Linked DNA regions of Canis lupus: region 1 is linked to region 2. The links are chromatin contacts, called in public Hi-C maps. All regions are on one chromosome and are shown on one strand. Each heading gives the region's core, a stretch centred on a gene start, on an enhancer-like site or on the middle of the called end of the contact. The rest is flanking DNA. Distances are from core to core; before and after follow the strand shown. Region 1 has its middle 49 kb from the start of BPGM. Region 2 holds the start of CALD1 (caldesmon).

Region 1 (4,717 bases), core at 306-2,805, 88 kb before region 2:
TAGGATCAGCCAAGACTACCTGAAAGACTTTTGCCAAGTACCCATCATCATGAATGGGTTGGGAACCCTGTTCTAGAGAAGACAGTATGGTGGTTTTTAAACAATTAAAAATAAGATCACAATATGATTCTGCAATTCTTACTTCTGAGCATATGGCCAAAATAATGGAAAGTAGGGTCCTGAAAAGATATTTGTACACCCATGTTCTTAGCAGGATTATTCAAAATAGCTAAAACATGGAAACAACCCAAATGTCAATTGACAGATGGATGCATAAACAAAATGTGGTATGCACATACAGTGCAGTATTATCCAGCCCTAAGAAGGAAGGAAATCCTGACATATGTTACAATATGGATGAACTTTGAAGATCTTATGCCAAGTGAAATAAGCTAGTCACAAAAAGACAAATACTATATGATTCCACTTATATGAGAATTTAGAATAGTCAAAATCGTAGACACAGACAATAGAATAGTGTTTGCCAGGAGCTGGGGGAAATGGGGAGTTAACATTTAATGGGTACAGAGTTTCAGTTTTGGAGGTAGTTGGTGGGTGACGACACAGCACTACGTGAATGTATTTAATTCTACTGAACTGTGCGATTTAAAATGATTAAAAATACTAAGTTTATATGTATTTTACCACAATAATTTTTTTTTTTCTGAAAAAAATCACATGGTCTGGAGAGCTTGGTAAAATATAGAATCCTGGGCCTCACCACCAGAGGTATAGGTTCCATAGCTCTGACATGGGGGCTAAGATTTGAAATTTCTAACAAGCTTTCAGACAATGCTTGATGCTGCCCAAGCCTGGCAGTACTTTGAATAGCACTGCCCTAGGGGAAAACAGTTTAACAATAAGGAAGGAATTTGAGTCACCAAATGATCTTATGTAACAGGGAAGACAGAAATCAACTCCCTTAAGTGTGAGTGTGAGTATGCCTTTTTGTCATCCAGCCTAGCTTCCATCCTAATTCAGTTGGTACTCAATAATTGCTTGTTGGGGCACCTGGGTGGCTCAGTCCGTTAAGCTTCTGCCTTCAGCTCAGGTCATAATCCCAGGGTCCTGGGATTGAGCCCCACACCAGGCTCCCTGCTCAGTGAGGAGTCTGCTTCTGCCCTCCCCACCCCCACATCCCCTCCTCCACTTGTGCTCTCTCTCGCTCGCTTGCTCTGTCTCAAATAAACAAATAAAATCTTTCAAAATAATAACAATTGCTTGTTGGATGACTGAATAAGTGAACCACTGTGTTCACAGGGCAAAAAGTCACAGATTGGTCTGGGCTGCTTGGTTCTTCTGGATCCACTCCCCTCTCTTCCTACATGTGAGTTCCAGACTCATTCTGACAATGAATGGACTAAAGATGGATAGCTGGGGTGTGGCCAAGGGCAGCCGTGCTTCTCTGCAGGAAGACACTCCACGGTGAAAAACTCCTACTTCTTGGCTCCAAGAGCTGCTTGCTGCTGCACACACCCGGCCCTCTGCCCAGGACAGGTTGTTGCTGATCCCCTATGCCTCCAGCTGCCACCCCTTCCCAGAGACAGTTGAAGGACAGCTTATCTCGCAGGGCATGATGGGCGCACAGACTTGCTGAAAGAGCTTGATTTCAAGTCCATGAGATGAAGAGACTAATGGGCAACGTCAGACTGGGGAGGCGCTGCTGTGGTGGGAAAGAATGCTGGTCGCGACCACTTCCTTCTCTTTATTCTGCATAGCAGTTAAATGCCGGCCTTGCCCGAATATCATGCTGAGACCTGGACCTCAGAAGTCCAAAACACACACCCTTTTCAGAAATGTGTAATGTCATCACTTCTTGACCAAATGACTCCAACCACAGAGAGGCGCAAATTTTCCATTGGGATTCATTCTGCTGCTCCCTTTTGGTGGGTATACTCTTTCCATCATGCCTTTGAAACCCCAATTCATTATCTGAAGTATAGGTTTTTCAAAACTGATTTTAAAGTAAGCTTGTTATTAAACATACATATCTCGCCCCTGTCTTTCTCACTCCACTTTATGGATTTGAGAACTGGGACATAGAACAGCCGATGGCTTAGAAAAGCTAAATTCGCTTTTTATTTGGACCATGGACCATAATCTGGGCTTTGAAGTCTAAAGAGCTAGGATTACCGGCCCTCTCCCCAACCCTCAGTATGGCCAGACCCTGATGCAAAAAAGCCAGGAACCTCATTCCCCAAGCACAAGCAATCCAAGACTTCCAGTTTCTGGTTGCAGTTGAAGGCTAGTAAATTTGGAGAACAGAATGGAACTGTTTCTTGTACAGGCAAACAACTTGTAATCATTAAGAAGCATGAAGCTAATGAAAAGCAATTAGTCCAACGGCAAGTCTTGCCATAAGTTTTATCCCCAAAGTGAACGCATGATACAGGCATGATTCTTGATTTCAGATAAAACAGAAAACATGGAGCTATTATTAAATACAAAGTAAAACGACATGAAAAAAAAAATGCCAGGAGATAGAAGGAATGCAAGCAGGAGCCCTGGGGCAGAGGGAGGGAAGAGCTAGCTGGAGAAGGCGGATGTGTGGGGAGGGCCAGGGGTGAGGGGCACTGGGCCAAGTGGAGTCAGTCTCCCGGCTGGCGGCTGGCGATGCTGAGGGGCCAGGGGCAGAGCCAGCTCCTCTCCCCGCCACCCCCCCCCCCAACCAGGAGTCCTGAGCTTGGGTCTCTGCAGCTCTGGCCAAGCCCCTCAGCCTCCCCACCCTGCTGCCCCTTCCACAGGGAGTCACATGGTGCCCTCCCCTTATGGAGCAAGAAATAAAGAATGACTCCTCATTTCCTGGAACACTTGAGACCACAGGGGAGTTGGCAGAGGCAGGGGAAAGTTAAGATTTTTGGTGAAATGGGGGGCAGGGTGAGAGGACACTGAAACTACCTATGTATCTCTCCCTACCGGACAGATTTCTGGCAAAATGCATGCTTTTGAGATAGCCTGTGGTTGAAAAATCAGCCAGGGATGCTTTAAGTTCTACTCATGGAACCAGACTGCCAGGGAGGGATTTCTTCCTTTGGGAAATCAGAATATAATTTGGCCTCAGGCCACCTTCAGTGTACCTTGAATGAATACCTAATATGATCACAAAATCTTCCCAACCACTAAGAAAAGGGGGTCTTCCCCTTTTTTTTCCAACCCCAGATGCCTGAAATTCCTCTAACATGGGACAAAGAAATCTTTATGAAATCATAAAAGATGACATTCTAAAAGTGAATACCACCAAGGAACAGAGCCTACCGAAGACACTCATTTGCAGTGGAAAGGTAGAACACGGAGCAACAGGTGAAAATTATTGGCAGCAGATTTCCCGGTTTTGGTAGAAGGGGCCCTACAGAAGAGGAGGGGTTTATGTTGAAGAAAGACAGAGACGTTGTTAAGTTACTGACCAGCTGATTGTACGAAGGTCTGGCCTTGTTTATCTTCAGATGGGGTGGAGGAGAGAGGCCTTTCAAGCTGGGAGTGAAGATATCCTTGTCTCGTGGGGCTGTTGACAATAGATAATCTTTTGTGTGCTTTAGGGAGATTTGGACACTTTCTTCTTCATGTTCTTTGAAAAGCATTATTTGAGCCTTCCGTAGCAATGAGATATATGTGTACATGAGACAGTCGGTGGCACAGCACAGTGAGATGCAAAGGGCCTGGCCTGGAAGCCCAAGATTTGCCTTCTACCCCAGGCCCTTGCCACCAACTAACTAAATGACCTGTTACCAGTTACTTCATCTCCGATGCCTCTTCGTTTTCCCAGTTCGTGTCCTGGGAACGAGGGCCAGTTCTTTCCAAATCGGGAGGCTTTCTTTGAAAGCAGAGAGCGGCTGCAGTGGAAGTAGAGGAGGGCTCCTAGAACCCTGCCCACCTGGCTCCCTACTTCCTGCCCCCCCAAACCCCGCCTGTGAGCCACCTCAACAGAATCCCCAATAGTTTGAACCACACTGCCTGAGATGGTGGCTCCTGTTTCCAGGAGCTTGTGAAAGAGTAGCTTCTGCTGGAGGAGTGTCACAGACCGGCTTGGAGAATCTGGCAATCCCGCTCTAGACTGAGATCCCATGGGATCCCATGAGCCTTGTTCTGCCCAGGGCTGTGCCTGGGAGTCAGAGGCCTTGAGATTCCCTCAAGAGGTAGATCACGTCTCTCTTAGCAGCACAGGCTGCCTGACTATATGGAGGGTCTAGGAATTTCTTATTAACAATTCTCTTATTCAAACAGCTATACAAAAACAAACAAAAAATAAATAAATAAAAACAGCTCTACCAAAAAAACCCCAAAAAGCAAACAAACAAAAAACCCAACGCAGCTCTACCCATTGCATCTTCAATTAATGAGTATGTAATCTGCCTTCCAGTTCGGCTCCTCCTTACTTGCCCAGGCTATCTCTTGTCCTTTTTCATCTCTGCCGTCCTGCTGGAGCCTGATGATAAAGTCCCATGTGTCATAGGTGACTTACATGGTTAGAATGACATACTCCTTGTCTTACCTGACAAAGTTATCATCCATCTGCACCCCACTCCCGGCAGACACAGAGAAAACGGAGGTCGGTGCTCTTGTCCTGAAAATTATGAAGCTGGAGGAAATTAGAAATGACACAAAAAAATAAGCGATGGAACCAGTTCCTTACGTCTCCATGAAAATGAAAAGCATGTCCAAAGCCACATCGCATAGAGGAATCCCGGCAGATCCTAACGCCCTGGCATTGGGGGGGAGA
Region 2 (4,809 bases), core at 1,499-3,998:
ATACTTCAAGTAAAAGAAGATGTGTGTGTGGATGGGGTAGATTTTGCTGCCTTTTAAAATATTCAAAAGTTCTGTTTTAGTCAATAAAACAAATATTTTAAGCTGGAAAAAATGTATGTTCTTTATGGAACTAAATGAAGTGATTTTAATTTTGATTGAAAAAGGTGTAGCCTGCTTTTGCTCTTCCCAGTCTGACTCACAAGCAAAATTTAATTGCTCACTACTGATCTACATGATTGCAAATTCTCAGTTGGAACTGAAAAAATATAACGAATCATCCAGATGTTTCCAAATGTCTCTTTAGAGTTGTTATGGTTTGATTAGGTAGATATATCCTATGCTAGACAAGCTGTTCTTTATCTGGGATGGTCTAAGTGGGAAATATATTCCACAAAAAATGTCCTGTATAAATCCGGTGTATTTTTAGTGTTGTTTACAAATGACTTCTGGAAAAAGTAAATTCTATGAAAGTGAAGTTTCTCATGGCAGAGATGGGCAACATATATCTTTTTCTTTCTTTTTTTCTAATGAAATTTGTTAAATTATCTTTCCGAGGTTCTTCCACAGTGCCCATTTCTAAATACATAAAAAAGGCTAAATGGTTGCTCATCCACTATACCCTGAGTACGAGGTATTCTGAATTTATCTAGGGAAACATACTTCTCTGTTCTAAAGACAGAACCCAAAAATATTCAGCTATTTATCTTCTAAAAACCATGCAAAATGCATGTCCTTTCTATGTTTCCTGCTGATAATATTTTCCCCATTTGTAGTGCAACTTTTCTTTCCTCTGGAAAGCTGGTACTTATTTTATTCATAGATTGCAAATTATGCCCTGATGCTGTTTAACCAAAAGGCATTACTCACACAAGCGGGAAGAATGTGGCTTAGGATTGAATCAGCATTGGCCATGGAAAACAGTACATTAAAACAGGCCTCACTGAGTCACAGACCATACAGCCTAGAGATCATGGGCCTCAAGCATCTCTGGACACAGGTCATATCTTCACACAGATGTCACCAACTGAGTTGTTTTCAGAAGTCATTGATGTCTGCACTACAGCATCTCCAAATGCAGCAAGTTACCAGACTGTGAACTATTACTCTGTCTTTACAACCTGTCCAGATATGGGACATCCCCAGTGGCAAAACTGGTTGTGTTCCCAAAGCTTCTTTCCAAATCATTCATTTGGGATCAGAAAACATTTTCCCATAGGAACAATTTTATAAATGGTGGTGCTCCACCAATGCCTGGTTGAGCCACAGTGTCCTTGAAATGCTGCATTGACTGTGCTATTCCCACCAGCCATTATTTATTCTGTTTCCCTGGGAAAGTGCATTCTGACTTCTAACTTGGGATGCCTGAAGCTCACCTCTCGCTCGCCCTGGCAGCCTTCTCTGTAGCTTTTTTGGGTTGTGCTGCAGTAGCAGTTGGGAAGAGGGGATAGGCAGCCTTCCCAAGAAAGAGATGAGCATAGGGTTGGTACAGATGCTTCTGGGTAACTCACTAATGCTGGATGGCTGAAAAAGGAAACCACTCACATGGATCAATTACTTCCCAAGTCAGTGTAAGGCACAAAGGGACTTTTTCCTAAGTAGAGATCATTTTTAAGTCAGATATTCATAAATAGGTAAAGGCTTATATGGTAAAACCTAAGGTTTTTGAAGACCAAGCTTATGGACTTGTAGTTAGCCAGGGAAAAATATTTCAAGTCTCCTTGGCCAGTGATGAAACAGTTTCCAAACACATAGCAATAATGAGACAGAAGTCTTGCACCTAGTTCCTGGCCTGACAAATAGTAACTGCACATAATTTGTTGTTGTTGTTGCTGCTGTTGGATTAAATACTGATGGGCTAATTTAACCAGGAATTCTTTATCGAAAAGTACAAGACCACAGATTGTATGCGCATGTGGGCCAATTAATTTCATTCTAACTCAGCATCTGCTAAATCTGTCTTTCTCATTGCACACATCCTGTCAATGAAGACTTGGTTGGAGCACTTTCAAGAAGTCACTAGAACAGCAGTGTCATCTCTGTGATCATGTGCATCATTTACACCAGCCCCAAAGGAGGTGCTGGTGTAGACACCCTCTCTGCTGTGCACAGTCGCTAGCAATGTCTCCCTGTTGCCAAATCCAAGGAAACGAAGGGGAGGTGGAGAGAGAGAGGTGATGTGGAAAACCAATGACGATAGCCAAGCTTGTAGGACCCTGCGTAGCTGAGTTTCTGGCACTACACTTATTCTGGAAAACATTACCTACTAAAAAAGACCTAAGCTTTTTTTGTCAGTTGTTTTTATAACACATGTCGACATATTTCTAGGGGGCTGTGCCTCTTTCAGGTTAGAATTTAGTTTGTGCACCAGACCTGGGTCTTGGCTATCGCAGGCTTTAAAACTGTACAACGATTTAATTTCATTTTGTATATACCATTACTTTTAAAGGAAATATGCTATTAGGGCTCCCTCCATCAAAAAACCATCCCCACCCCCACCCCACTAAAACTTACAGACTATTAAACTTTGAGTTTCATCAACTGTGCTTTCTCTTTAAAGTTGCATTTGCGTTCTGCAAGACAGCCTCTTTCTCCAAGATTAACATTTCTTATGATTGTTCCTGACAATGGATTCACTTCCAGAGGCCCTGCTAAGGATAACCAAAAAAGGGCATGTAGCTGGCTGGTTTTGGCAGCCTGCACGCAGTTTCAGAGCTTTTTAGGTCTTGGTTTTTCTGATGAGTGATTTCCTGAGCATGCCTAGAGAATGACAGGCATCTCCACAGGCAGGCTGCATCCACCTCAGCCGGGGTGTCGTCATTGGCTGCCCTATTAGAAAAACTACAGGACAATGCATACCACCGACTGCCGACTGTAAACATAGGGGCTATGTGTTCACTTAGCACGGACTTCTGGGAGGGGCCAAGGAAGGGCGGTCTGGAGTTTTATTGAATAGAGCAGTGTGTATTAGGCTGCCTGCCTGCCTGCCTGCCTGCCCTCTTGCTGTGCTCCTGCTAGAGAAATCAGTTCTTCCTTTCCGATTTAGTCCCCAGGAAGAAGTTGCAGCCTGCGAGGTAAGCCACAGAGGGCTTTCTTTCCATCTCTTGCAGAGCGTCTGGGGGCTTTCTCTGTGTTTCAGTCAACATGCCTGTGTCAGGTAGCTGCAGAAGCAAGATAGTGAAAGCCAATAATAAAGCCCACAAATTCTCAGAGCCAGGCTGGGCTTTGCTGCCCTGCAGATGGTCCCCGGAAGACAAACAGGATGAGATTTCAAGTTCTCTTCTTGGAGCTGGGACGAGAGTTGAGATCACATAGAGATGTGGGCTCTGGGCTCAGGGACCACCGGGCTACCTTGATAAGGAGCTCCTTTTGTTCAGGAGTGCAGTGGGGAGCTTACCTGAGCACCACAGGCCAGGGGCAGCAGGCGTGCTGGGCCCGTGTGCCCACACCAGTGGTCTTTCCTGCATCTTCTACTACCAGAGACTTAAAGAGGTTTTACCTTTAAAGTAAACTTTTAGGTTAACAGGCAGCCAAAAAGGAATGGTTTTTAACCAAAGCCATTTACATATTATTCTCCTACCAGTTTTTAAGCCTGGACTTCTAGAGCTGCAAGGAAATAAGGTCAGAGATGGAAAGAACCGTTTAGCACCAGTTGGGTTAACGTAACTGATATGATATTTGCCAAGACAGGAAGATGCCTACCATGATCTGTTTCCTATAAAACCTAATAATGAGAGAGAATGCATGTGCTAGTGGGTGTGTTTTTTAGAAATCGCCTTTAACATCCTACCAGTCTGTTTCTTAAGAAATCTTATTTTCTGTTTGAAAGTGTGTGCCTGTGATTAGAGAGTTTGAAGAGATGTAGTTTTGCAAGTGTGTTCCAGAAAGGGAGGAAGCAGGCTTTCATTTCAACATAGTCAGACATATTTGGGCATCTTAAACAGTAGTACAAGGCAGCCAGTTGGTAGTAGTCTGGAATTCCTTTTAGAAAGAGCTGATTGTAAAGGGTGGGAGAATTTTAGTGCTATGGTAATACATGGTTAAAAAAAAAGTGTATGAGAACAAAGTACTTGGTATTCATAGATCCCTTCTGTTAACAGGGCTATGCAGATGGACTTGTAAACTGGAATAGTAAAATCTTTCTAATGCGTTTGGCAAAACCAGACGTGTATGGCTAGAGCTTCAGAGAAGACTAGGTGGTATGTGGCAAGAAGAGCAAGTCTGATAATTTTTCAATAAGCCTGGGTATTGAAGGTTTTCAGCTCCAAATGACTGCATTTGCTTTTATTCTGTCAAGTGAGGTGGTTTTGTGTTGAGATCCATTAAATAATCTTTTTTCTTTGTATTTAGAATTTTGGGGGTAATTTTCTTGAGAATGCCCTTCTCTCCTCCTAGGAGATGATATATGAGAACAGAGTTCCCTGTGAATTTCTTTTCCTGGAACAGTTCTGAGTAAGTGTGGGAGAAAGGGCTGCAAGTGAAAGCTATAGTTTGATTATCGTCCTTCGCTCAAAGAGATCAAGTTCCAAACTATTTTCACAGTATTTTTAATGTCAATCAAAATATGGAGAACAGTTTCTTTTTCAACTGTTCTCTAAACCATGGGGGAATGCAGTTTGGAAGGAAATCTATAATCTTGGGATTTGAGGATAAATTCCGTTTTGAAACAAACCTCTCCAAATCCCCGAAAGTTCAAACTTTGCTGCCACCACTCACCCCTCTTGTCCTCGTGCATGCCCCATCCGCCAACAACCACAAAAAACACATTTTTCAAAGTAAGTGTTGTACCCTCTGTAGTGATGTACTGGAGCA

What was found. A called contact is a pair of places that touch in the nucleus more often than the background predicts.
Region 1: a Hi-C map of skin fibroblasts shows a contact between it and region 2, with 3 times the contacts expected there. The contact joins the enhancer-like site here to the promoter of CALD1 in region 2. A contact is called at or near these places in 2 of 9 Hi-C or Micro-C datasets (skin fibroblasts and tumor fibroblasts).

The regions. Positions count from the first base shown.
Region 1 is chr16:13,021,604-13,026,320 of UU_Cfam_GSD_1.0, reverse strand. No RefSeq gene overlaps it. Among named protein-coding and RNA genes, the nearest start is that of BPGM, 49 kb to the left of the region's middle. Within about 2 kb of position 1,555, at least 2 of the 20 cell types and tissues checked have an H3K27ac peak or open chromatin away from gene starts, as enhancers often do.
Region 2 is chr16:12,935,180-12,939,988 of UU_Cfam_GSD_1.0, reverse strand. CALD1 (caldesmon) reads left to right here and starts at 2,748. Exons shown (of 16, transcript XM_038559477.1): 1 at 2,748-3,071.